Regions from separate parts of the Mus musculus genome. Here region 2 is linked to region 1. The links are chromatin contacts, called in public Hi-C maps. All regions are on one chromosome and are shown on one strand. Each heading gives the region's core, a stretch centred on a gene start, on an enhancer-like site or on the middle of the called end of the contact. The rest is flanking DNA. Distances are from core to core; before and after follow the strand shown.

Region 1 (6,570 bases), core at 1,943-4,442:
GGACCTGGGCATTCTGCAACCAACACATACACCATACACACAACATGCATTCCAAAACAAGGGCCACAGCGAGGGCACCTATCCCAGCTCATTCTTTCCCAATGCCAACCCAGGATCCACTCGGGTAGAATTCACAGTGACAATCGCCGAGCAAAGCTCATTCATCTTGCCATCAAAATTTGCAGTCCAATTTCTTAACAGGAATTTCTTAACAGGAAGCATCATGACGAAGAGGCATCGGCCTGGGAAACACCGACAGTATCCCCCATCTGGGTTCTGCACCCATCAGGGCAGACACATGCTCATCACCAGCAAGATCAGCTTCTTCATTTTGACAGCGCCGCACTAGCTGCTCTGGCACACACACTAGCTCTGTGCGATTCTGTGGAAACATGTAAACAGACCCTCTCGCCCAGGCCAACACGGGATCCGGACCATTCCATGATCCTATAAGCACATCCTTCCATTTAGCATACCCCAGTTTACTGGGGCTGGTATTAGCATGTTGTTCAGCAGCAGAGCTGACCTTCCTTATCCAACTGTAAAAATTTTAACGTTAAAAAGAGTCTTATCTTTGGGGTATGGTCATAGCCTATTCCCCTTTTTGTTTTATTAATAATTCTTTTAAGGTTCTATGTGCTCGTTCAATGATTCCTTGGCCTTGAGGATTATATGGCAGGCCGTTTTTAACTTGTACTTCCATCTGTTGACAAAAAGACACCAGGGTTTTGGCATTATATGCAGGGCCATTATCTGTTTTAAGTTGTTGGGGTTTTAATTTAACATTTGAGATCTTCAAATAGGGCCGAATCCAGTTGATATCGCCTAACAATTTCTGAAAATCATTTAAAGTATGCAAGGAATCAACCCTCAACTGTATCTTTTGAGGCCAAACGGCCGTAGGGGCGATCCTTGCTCCTAAATAGGACACTATTTTCAACAAATCCCTACCCCATAGGTAAAAGGCAGATCAAGCACATGTGGTTGAAACATCCCATCATGCCCTTCCTTATCTTTCCAAGGGAGCATCCTGGCACTTATGTCTGAGCTCTTTGCATAGCCCAGGCCTTGTAATATTTGTTCTGGCTCCTGAATCGGCCATCCTTTTGGCCAGTCCTTAAACCAAAAGGCAGTAAGAAAAATTACCCAAATGGCTAGAAAAAGAAAGTAATCCATAGACTGTCCCTATTACCCTCTTACTTTCACTTTCTCTTCTCCAGAGCTGGAGAGCCTTATTGTCTCTTACCAAGAGCCTTATTGTCTCTTTACCGAGAGCCTAATTGTCTCTTTACCAAGAGCCTTATTGTCTCTTTACCAAGAGCCTAATCCCAAACCCGGGATGGTGAGTTACTTACCGTATTCATCCTGCCAACAGACCCTGACTGCAGAAAGTTCTGAACCTCTTCGGTGGGGGAGTTGGTTCCCGGGTTTCGGCACCACTTGTTGCATCCAACTTGACCAGCAAGGAAAACACAACCACCGGTTCTTCTTAAAGCAGTTTACTCAGGCAGCTTCTCTCTTCAAATCCCCCGCACCTCGGGGTACAAGCGTTTTTATCCACTCAAGCCACAACCACGCCTCAACCAATCAACACAGGTCACATCACCTCACCAGGCAGGTTTGCTCAGCCAATCAGGGATTAAGGGCGAGCCATCCACCAAATATGGGCTTATTTACTGCCTGGCACAGATTTCCGTCCAGCTGGCCAGGGAGTCTGGAATGGCTTCCCACAACCAAGTCCATGTTTAAAGACCATTACAGCTGTATGAGGAGGCTACTCAGTGAGTTCTCCCAGTCACCCCAAGTGCTTTTCTGTCCTATTACTGAACAGCAAATCCATTTCTCCCTCACAAAAATATCAGCGATTTCACTGAAAATCCATACCACACACTGACTTCTGGCCATTTACCCATTTATTTTTTTTTAATTTTTATTTATTTATTTGGCCCTTCTCCTAAAGGCAAGAAGGTCATGAAAACATGCAGATGCAATGGAAGAGTTTCTGCCTTGCCAGGTGGAAACTTCCTTCCTCATTAATTATGATCTCCAAACAAAACCCAGACTTCCAGGATCACAAAAGAAAATGGCTGCCAGGTGTCACCAAGTTCATACCCTGCCCCTGGCCATCACTCTCCATGGGAGAATCCAACCCATTCTGATTGCGTGTTAGCACATTATGTATGTATACATCAGATCATTGGGTTGAATACCAAAAATGTGCCTTTTTTTAAAAGGGGGAAGTATTTTTGGCAATGCCATCTGATTTAATTTAAAATTAAGAGTTTTTTTGTTTTGTTTTGTTTTGTTTTGTTTTTTGTTTGTTTGTTTGTTTTTTCACCAGGCATTGTGGTGCACACCTTTAATTCTAGCACTTGGGTGCAAAAGCAGACAGCTCTCTGTGAGTTTGAAGCTAGCCTGGTCTACAAAGAGAGTTCCAGGACAGCTAGCTCTACACAGAAAATCCGTGTCTCGAAAAACCAAAAGATAAACTTAATTGTTTTTGGTTTTGTTTTTCTATGTTCATGGTTGTGCAATGTGGGACTTCATTTAGCTGCTCTGCCATTCTTACAGGAATCTGAGTAAGCTGCACCTGAGTTAACTATCTTTATCATTGCTCTATGAAATACCTGACTAAAGTTGCTAAGGGAATGGAAGAAACATTTGTTTTGGTTTACATATTCAAGTGGCTGAAATCCATCATGTCAGCGACAGCCTGGTAGAGCGACACCTAAGTCAGGTTGCTTCTGTAGTCAGGGAACAGACAGATGGATGCTGGCAGTCAGATAGCTTTCTCCTCTCTGTTCAGTCTAGAACCAAGCCCATGATGGTACTGCCTAAGGTAGGGTGTGTCTTCCCTAATCTAGAACCCCTTTTACAGATGAGCCCAGGGGCCTGTCTCCTAGGTGATCTTAGATCCTGCCAAGTTGACAATCAGTATTAGCCATGCCAGGTTATGTATAAGATTGGTGACCCTCAGAGCCCATTTTCTGACCTCTTTCACTCAATAGTAGAAGCTATTCTATGTGAGTGGTACCACCCTGATAAAGAATACATCCACACAGATAGAATAGGTCAAAGAGAAGCTTGGTGAGAAGGAAAGCTGATGCAACCGAGGTCCACAGTGAGTGTTTCAGAGAAAGCAAGTTCCCATTTCTTTGATTATGAGGAGTCTGATGTAATCAGCCAGCTACCACAGGATGTCTGCTCCTGCTGGGCACGCGGCCATGGTGACTTTCAGGCTTGGTCACTGCAGTGAGGAAGCTGGAGACTCAGGCAGATAAGGATGTGTTCATGTTGCTTAGCTGTGCATGGCTTCTCTGCCCCTCTCCATGGCCCTTTATGAACACACTGAACAAGTACTGGGATGCTGGAGACAGTGGCTCAGTGATAGAGAATAGACCTTCATGTCTACTGTAGTGAGAAGAGCCTTTCCACCATCAGAGACTTTGAGTGATCATTAACACCACTCTCAGGGATCAATCCACAGTCTTCAACAAATGTTGTCACCAAATATTAACTATTTTTCTTTAATAGTTCCTTACCACATGGCCAAGCAATTACCCATTGTCTGTCTGTATAACCTAATCACACTTTCTGTTTTGCTATAGTGTAAGTGTGAAAACTGGTAATTATATCTGCTATTCACTGTTGGTGATCCATTGGATCAAGGCGTCAGGCTCGAGAAGAAGAATGGATTCTGCTGACTCAGTCCATTGGAGACTAATGGAGCCCTGCCTAAAGCTGTTATCACCTGGGGCAAGACATGACAAGACGACCAAATTTGGTATGTGTTATCCCCACACCAGAAAGTTCTTTCTTATGGGCCATATGATACAACAAACAGTACTTTTCTTCTTCTTTTCTTTAAAAAAAAAAAATGTGCATTGGTGTTTTGTCTGCATGTGTTTGTGAGATGGTGTTGGATGCCCTGGAACTGGAGTGAGTGACAATTGTAAGTTGCTATGTAGGTGATGGGAATTGAACCCGGGTCCTCTGGAAGAGGAGACAGTGTTCTTGACCTCCAGGCCATCTCTCCAACCCCCAGCTCTTTTCGCTTGAGGACATGTGCCTTCAGACCTTGTGGTCCTCCCAGGAAACATAATGCCCTCAGAGGTAGCTACAGATTCCTATGAAAATAAAATCTAGGTATTACCTTTCTGTTACTATTTTTAAAATACCCGAGGAACCAGGAAGGGGTGATGGTGGGCAGGAGTAAGGGTGCTATGTTCTTTAGACTACTTCCCGCTGACTGGGGTCTCTGCCCCGCCCCCTCATGGCTCCCTCTCTGCCTCTACCCTTTCCCAGGTCCTCACTCCTCTTCTCTTCCCCCAACAAGCCCCCTTATAAAAGGAAAATAAAATACCCTCAATAAAGGAGTGTATGACAAGCAGAGGTTTAGTTCAGGTCACTGTCCTTGGGATTCTGAGCTCTCTGTCCATGTTTGTCTGGTCCACACCTTTGCAGGGTTATGGCAAAGGAGCACATCACAACAGTAATGTGCCAAGAACAAAGCCACTGGAAGGTGGCAAAGGCTAAACACTGACGAAGGAAAAGGAGAGGACTAGGGGCCCATGAATCCCTTCATAGACACACTCTCAGTGATCAAAAGACCTTCCATGGGGCCTGCCTTCTAAGGATACTGCCGTAGCACCATGACTAGGAGACTAAGCCATATGTTCTTAATCATCATTGCTCTTCCCACAATGTGGGGCAAAGGTTCTATGGTTGAAGAATTAGTGTATCTGTCTCTTACAAAGATATAATGGCACCAATATTTCTTGCTCACTGGGTCCCACCCTAGTGATATTATTAATGTAATCATCCAGTTATTAATGTAACAATCCTATGTGATATCTTTTGTAAAGTGAATTAATTAGTGTTGAAGAGTTACTGGTGTCCCCCAGCCAGACAAAACAAACTTCTTTCAATGATTTCTATTAACATGGAGAAGAAAAAATTTTGAGATAAGTACCTTTCCAGAAGAAGTGCCTTAGCTAAATTGGTTTATTTCAGTGGAGAGACCCCACATCCAGTTCAGTAATGGCAATTCAATCAGCCGTGTTATTAATCACTTAATAATCCTCTAGCACTTAAACTGGCAGAACATTCCGGGGCCTGACCCTACTTATAGAGCTCATTACAGGTCTAAAAGGGCTATAGGTTTGCAGCATGATATCCAGGTTTGCTTAAACAAAGAACCAGCAATAGCCTGCCAAGGAAGGGTAGGTGTGCTTCCGTGGTGTGCAGGGAAGATTTGGGGAGCTAGAATATCCTGGCCCTCTGAAGAGCCCACTGGACTTGCCATTTGGATTTGCAGGCCTTGACTCCCAGTCAGTACGCTGCGTGTTGTACATGAGAGCTAGGAAAACCAAATTCATTATCATGCAGGATCCAACTCTGAGTCTGCCTTTGTCCACGTGGGGCCTATGTAAGAAATAAAAAGTGGAACTGTCTCACATTTAATGACTATGTTTCGAACCTAATAATGGACATATTTTAACTTTCTTTACGTAGTTTACCATTTAAGAGACATTAACCCCATGCTGAAATGCTCATCACTGGAGTCTACCACTTTACATGCATGCCACAAGACCTGTCAGATCCACAGCATCATTATTTTCTCAAATCAACCCCAAGTAGCCTGATAATCAAGCCCATATTTCTTCATTGTGTGAGATCTGTTTCCTATAACTACTGCTGGCTCCAATTTCCCCATCTGTGAATATTCTTAGTTGCAAGCAGTGGAGATTTACTATAGTTGGTGTAGGGAAAATAAAAACTCATTTAAAAGGATATCATATGGGCCAATGAAATGGCTCAGTAGCTAAAGGCACTTGCTGCTAAACCTGATGACATGAGTTCAATTCCCAGAACCCACATGGTGGAAGGAAAAAAACAATTGATTCCTGTGAGCTCTCCTCTGACCACCACACACATGCAATGACATGTGCACAGAAACACACACACACACACACACACACACACACACACACACATTGCAATAAATACTATAAAAACCTTTAAAACGATACCACGAACCTTAGACCATTTCTACAAGGGTAAGAAAACAAAAAAAAAACTATCCCCAGATTACACTACAGAGTCCAGCCTCTTCTCATTCCTACACATGGCAAAGCTGAGCCAAGCCTTGCTCCAGTCGTCGTGGAGACCAGAAGAACAACGAACTTGCATTTCTAATTCTTCTCGTTTGTTTCCGGTTTTACTTCTCTGTTAGTTTTCCAGTGCTACAACAAAGCTCCCGGAACTGGATAACTTTTAAAGAACAGAAGTTGATTTAGTTCACTGAGTGGATGGAAATCTACATAGCTTGGAGCTGTCTATCTCGTAGGCACCTTGGCAACCTCACAACATGGCAGATGGCATCCTAACAGCTACTCATGCTAGAGGAAGGGATCACATAACGAGAACAGGAGCCAAAACTTGGCGAGTTTTCATGCCCATCCATTAACATCCCTCTCTCAAGAAGTGTCCAGGCTTCCATGAGAGCACCATCAATTCCTTTTAAGAGCTGGGCCGTTATTGACCTAATTACTTCCGAATGGGCTCTTC
Region 2 (6,155 bases), core at 1,679-4,178, 130 kb after region 1:
GGGAGGGCTTGGTGGAGGAAGCAGGATTTCAGGAGCTGCTGGAATGATTGCAGGAGACAGCTTGACAGGATGGGATGGGGCAGGCGTCCAAGCACAGGGACTCCTGCCCGGAACGAAGGAAATCTTGAAGCAGGGAATATGTGCTCTGCTGAAAGGGCAGTGGGAACGCTTCCAGGGATGGAAGAAGATGAACAGGTGACTCAGATGCTCAGGATGGACGGGGTCCTCCCCTCACACAATTACCTGCTCCTGGGCATTTGGACTTGGTATTGAAAGAGTAGTGTGGGAGGCGGGGGTATTAGCATGGTGGTAGTGCTCACTTAGTGTGCATGAGGTGCTAGGTTTGATCTGGAGAGCAGCAGCATTAAGAAAAATAACACAGAGCTAGGGTGCAACTCAGTGAGAGTGTCCCTAATAGCGTGAATTTCACCCCCCAGCCTAACAGGGAAGAAAGGATGGGTGGAAGGGTAGAGAGAGAGGGAGGAAAGACAGAAGGGCTCTTAATATTGGTTAAAAAATGGGAAACAATTCACCATATACTGAGCATAGCCAGAGTATGGATCAAAACAGGGAGCTTAGTTTACTGTTGGAAATGTTAAAAAGAACAAGGCAGCAGGAAGAATTGGGAGTTGTTTTTAAGAGGAGTCAAAGTAAAAGCTTTCTGTCGAGAAAGAAACAAAACTGTCAGAATTTTCTAGTTCTTTTTACTGATATTGCTGGGCTATCCTCCCCGCCCCCAAACAAAACAAAACAAAATAAAACAACAACAAAAGCCCTGAAAGAATCTTCTTCTCTGTTAACGGTTTGCTGAGAGACTGGCTATGTCCCCCAGACTCTTCTTTTACAGAGCTTTCTGCTACTATAATGAAATACCTGAGCTAACTGACTGAGAAAGAAGAGGTTTATCTTGTCTTAAAGTTCTAAAATTCCAGTCCTGGGTCATATGGCCCCGGAGGTTTGGATCTCTGGCAAGTGGAACACATTGTACACGTTATACACATTATTGCAAAAAAAGCAAAGCCATTCTGTCAGTGTTCTAGTGCTGTGAAGAGACACCATGACCATTGCAACTGTTACAAAGGAAAGCATTTAATTGGGGCTGGCTTAAAGGTTCAGAGGTTTAGTCCATTGTCATCATGGCAGGGAATATGGTAGCATGCAGGCAAGCATGGTGTTGGAGAGTGGCTGAGAGTTCTAGATCCAGACCCAAGGCAGCAGGGAGAGAAAGAGGGAGAGGGAGAGGGAGAGAGGGAGAGAGAGAGAGAGAGAGAGGGAGAGAGAGAGAGAGTGACTGGGCCTGGATTGGGCTTCTGAAACTTCAACACCCACCTCCAGTGCCACAATTCCTTCAACAAAGCCACACCCACTGCCTGCAAAACCTCCCTTCCTAGTCCTTCTAAGTAATCCCTGATGACCTAAGCATTCAACCTCCACAATCACGAGCCATGAAGTCGATCCCCCCCATGACTAGCTAGACTTCCACAATCCATTCTGGAGACTGCCACCTTGACTAAGAACCCCAGTGTGTTCAATCCATGACAGTGTGTAAGAGAAGGGGCTATCCATGTTTATGATGTCACAGGCCAAGAGCTGGTGGTGCTTTGCTTTGCCTATCCATGACTGTGATAAGAACACGCATCCGTATCTCCATCGTCTCTGCTTCTGCATCTGCGTCTCACCTGTCTCAGCCACCTGTTCTGAGTTACCTATTCAAACGGTTTACCCACTTTTGGTAGGCTCCTTGTTGTTTTGTGAAAGTTCTTTGCGTACTAAGGATATGTGTCTCATTTGGTGCAAGGCAGCCATACTTGTCTGTACCCTTGTCAATATTCAGTCAGATTGATTTTCTTAATTTGCCAAGTTAACAATCTAAAGAGAATATTTTGGTATTTTTTTCCTCAGTTGTACTTGCTTCATTAGAAGCTGGAGGGCTTTCCTCATGTGTGTTAGGAAGGCAAACCTTCTTCTTAAGGTGTCCTGCTGCTTACTCTTGGAGTGTACTACCAGTGCTATTTGCTATTCATTCATTCATTCATTCATAAATTCAGCTGCTACATAGAGTTAATCCTATTTTCTATTACTTATTCAGCTTTGCTTGTCCAAGCACCGTTTTCATCTGGTCCTCTCATCATCCGGCCTCACACTCGTGCATGTGGCCAGTGTGTGCTGCACACATGCCCTGCAGCACGGGGAGCCACTGTTGGATCAGGACCACTAATGACAGGCTGAGCCTCAGCATCCAAGGACCTTGCCCTCCAGAGGGCAGAGGGATCATGGCCTTCTCCTGCTTGCCTTCTGCTCTCCCTTCTTGGATTTCCTTTTCCTTTCTCCCCAGTCTCCCCAGCCCTGCCCTTCAGTGTTCTTCCCTCTAGACTTTTCCTCACTCCTGATCTCTCCCTGTTTCCTGTGTGCTTTCCCCAGCTTTGTCCTTCTCTAATCATTCTAGGAAGTTTACAGCATCAAAGGATTTGGCTCCATTTTACAGATGAAAAATACAAATGCTAGGAAATGAGACATATTGAAGTGGCTCAGTGAGGGCGTGGCAGAAATGGGCTTAGGACCCAGAGCATTTGGCCGCAGAGTCTGCACTTGAGTGCCCTGTTAATAAGCTCTGAGAGGATGGAATTTCAGAGTGTATGATCTGTGCCTGGGGGGAGAGGCACGGAGCTCATGGCCAGAGTTGGCACTATTCTTTGCTCCCTAGTTCCTCTGGGCCAACCCCCAGGCCACCTGCGGCACCTGGTTGGCACCTGTCTTCATTCCGCTCCTGTGTTTCAGTCCTTATGTGGTAGGTCTGCTGTGTCCTGCCCGCACCCAGGGAGGCATTATTACTTTGCAAACAAAACATGTTCGGCTCTCCCTGGAAGATAGGCTGTCCGCAGAGACTTCCTGCAGACTGCTGTGCTCATCGTGGCTCAGGATTCTTGTAAACTGCTGTCACAGAGGGTGGCACTTCCTGCCAGAGGGAACCGTGTCCTCTCTGTGACCTTGGTCTTATTATCCCTCGTTGTCCGTCTTCCAGTCCCTTCCCCCACTGCACTGAGGCCCTTGTCCTTGCCACAACAGGTCACCTCAGGCGGGAGAGAGAAACCATGTCATTTGGAGGTGACAAGGGACACACTGACATTGCAAAGCAGGCCATGTTCCTGACTGTGTTCACTGACCACCCAGATCCTTTCCCAGAACCAATGAAAGCCAAAACGTATCAGTTACTAAATTCAGAAACAGTCGGTTATTTTACCAACACACAAAGGTGGAAAGAGCTGGCAGCTTCCTTTCTGCTTCTGTAAGAAAACCTTTTTGAAATCACAGGCTTCTTGCCTCCAGCTGGAGCTGAAGTGCTGCAGGGACCTCATCTTAGCCTGCCCTGGCTGCTGTCCCTCCTTCCCCAGCTCCAAGCTGCCTCTTGCCTCTAGCGCAGAAATCTCCATGGCTTGCTACCACAGTTCTGTCCCTCCTGACTGGCCCTCTGGTCATTCTCTTTTGGGGCTTTAAGAGGGGGCAGGAACTGAGAAGCAGATTCAAATGGCTTTCAGAGTGGGGCAAAACCTTTCTCATGAAGAAATAAAAGAACAGACATTAATAGCTTGGAAAACAATGGTAATATTTAATTAACCTTTGGAAATGGCTGCTCTGCACATCTGCATGCGTCGGCTCATCCTCAGAACAGAGGCACTGTGTATGCCCAGGCCAAGATCAACACACTGGGCCACGCATTTCCTCCACTGGGATTTCACAGGGGGAAAAAGTACCAACATATCCCCCTCCCCCCTCCTCCCGAATCAGTTGTTTTACTTTTAAAAAATTCATGTGATCCAGCTGCCCCATAGAGGTTGAACATGGCCTGTTGTGCTGCACATCTGAGGGCCCCAGGTTGAAGGCTGGCTCCTTTCCTTGTCATTGTAGCAGACAGGCTCGGGGCCTCCTGGGGGATGGAAGGTCAGTTCTGATGACAGCAAAAATCAGCTCGATGTGCATGGAGTTCTCCCAACACGGCATGCATCCAGAGGACACGGGGAATTAGACTCATCTGCAAGTGTCAACTCACAGCTTCTTCCGTGGCTTTTTTTCTTCTTGCAAAGGTGGTGTGCTCTGATGGTTTGTGAAGTAGTGTCACCTAGGGAGCAAGAAGGTTGACTCATTAGCATATCACCTGGTTAAAGTAGATCAATGTTGATGGAATTGTTTAAGGTATTCCCCATCGTCCGACCAGTGAACCATGCTGATCAACCTGTTAGTTCTACCACGGCTAAATGCCAACCCTCCCCTTCCACTCTGGTTTGTAACTGCTTTGGGGTGTACGGGTCTCCTGGCAGAAGCCTGAGCCCAAACGTGAGGACTGATGAATGTGTTTTCTTTATCAATAGCTAAGGAAGGAAAAATTAGAGAGGGTAATATTTTTCTCTTTGGCATGTTGGTACGTAAGAGGGTGGACACTCAGACAATGGATACGGAGATGAAGATTGGTGTCCCTAGCTGTATTATACATCAGCTAAGCAGAGTCCTTTGTGGTGATGTCTCCATGTAACCCCAGTACTCTGGAGGCAGAGGTAGGAGAATTAAGGCAAGTTTGAAAACGAGCCTGGTCTACATAGACACTTCCCAGCCATCCTGGGACACAACGAGATCCTGTCTTCTAAAAAGGCTTAAAGGAATGACTATGCTTAGCACTAATTCTTTATCTTTTTTTTTTCTGATGCTCTAACTTGAGCAACAAAGAAGTCTGAGACTTCAAAACTAGGTCTTTTTTCCCCATAATGTTTTCTGACCTTTATTTTTATTTTATGTGAATGAGTGTTCTGTCTACATGTGCATCTGTCCACCATGTGTGTGTATCAGAACTTCTGGGACCCGAGTTATAGACAGTTGTAAGCTGCTATGTGAATGCCAGGAACTGAACTCAGGTCCTCTGGAAGAGGAGACAGTGCTCTTAGCCTCTGAATCATCTCTCTAGCCCCTAAGCCTTTAGGTAACATTAGGCAAATAAGAACTTGATTAAGGTGAGAACTTAATGCAATTGGTTTCTAAATTTGCCTTTTCCTGATAAGAAGGACATGCCACCATTGGTCACAACTGCAAAATGATCTGCTTTGTGTTGTTCTAACAAGACCAATACATGGTAGAGATGAGGGACTTACTTTAGGGTGTGGGAGGGCTTTGACAGAATGACAGCGAACACTTCTCTGTGGGTGTGGGTCTGACCATCAGTGACACAACTCATATGTCAAGGACAAGAAAGAGAAAGACCCAAAAATGCCTTGACTGAATTCTCCCTGTAGCAATTGTTGAGTTGAGAGTAAATGACTTTTGGCTTCATGAGATCACAGAAATTATGTTTCTTAGAGATAAAAAGAAAATGTGATTTGGCCAGGAGCCTACATTTGGATAGCATTTGTGAGGTTGGGGAGGTGGCTCAGGGGGTAAGAACATGTACTGTCCTTCTGAAAGACAGGCTCCATCCACATCTACATGTGGTAACTCACAAGCCTGTAACTGTAGTTCCAGGGGATCTAACTTCCTCTTCCGACTGCCAAGGACACTGCATGCCCATATAGTAACCTGGGCAGTTTCTCAGTAAAGAAAGTACGCATGGATATGATGTTGTGGGATCCTACAATGCAATGGGTCTTCTATATGGGCCAGTTTTAGCCCTGTTTCTGCTACTATAACAGAACACACAAGGCTATATATGCTATAAATAGTTTATATGGTAAATGGGTCTGGAGGCTGGGAAACCTCAGAGTATGGCCCTAGTATACCAGTTGAGAGCCTGCGTACTGTGTTATTCAGTAGAGGGAGGCAGAGGGGGCAAGGGAGTGTATAAAACAGAAATCATGGCAAGCCCATTTATTCTTTTATCAGTAGTTCACTCCTACAACAACTAACTCCCTCACTCAAAATAACAGCATTAATCTATTTATGAGCCGGAGCCCTCACAACTTGCTTACCTTTTAACCTCTTACCTCTCCTCAACTCTGTCCCTCCCCATTGCAGGCTGAGCTTTGGAGAGGACATGGAAACCAGAGAAGGGACACAAGCTAGAGATGACCACATGGCAATGTGACATGCCAATGATACAGGAGTCAGCTATGAGAACTGATGTCAGGGGTAACCATCTACAGCAAGGGGCTTTTTCAGGGGTCCATGTATTCCTA

What was found. Hi-C and Micro-C count contacts between places; a contact is called where the count stands out from the background.
Region 2: a contact with region 1 is called in a Hi-C map of CD8 T cells, with 1.6 times the contacts expected there. The contact joins two enhancer-like sites. A contact is called at or near these places in 2 of 15 datasets of contacts at CTCF or cohesin (large pre-B cells and pro-B cells), 24 of 484 Hi-C or Micro-C datasets (B cells, CD4 T cells, CD8 T cells and 18 more), 11 of 115 datasets of contacts at active chromatin or transcription factors (CD8 T cells, bone marrow-derived macrophages, embryonic limb bud and 8 more) and 2 of 9 other capture datasets (embryonic stem cells and embryonic tail).

What each region holds. Positions count from the first base shown.
Region 1 is chr4:8,885,324-8,891,893 of GRCm38.p6, forward strand. No RefSeq gene overlaps it. Among named protein-coding and RNA genes, the nearest start is that of Gm46842, 22 kb to the right of the region's middle. Within about 2 kb of position 3,193, at least 27 of the 459 cell types and tissues checked have an H3K27ac peak or open chromatin away from gene starts, as enhancers often do. A contact at or near this core is called in CD8 T cells, where this site is marked.
Region 2 is chr4:9,012,948-9,019,102 of GRCm38.p6, forward strand. No RefSeq gene overlaps it. Among named protein-coding and RNA genes, the nearest start is that of Gm34428, 7.5 kb to the left of the region's middle. Within about 2 kb of position 2,929, at least 93 of the 459 cell types and tissues checked have an H3K27ac peak or open chromatin away from gene starts, as enhancers often do. A contact at or near this core is called in CD8 T cells, where this site is marked.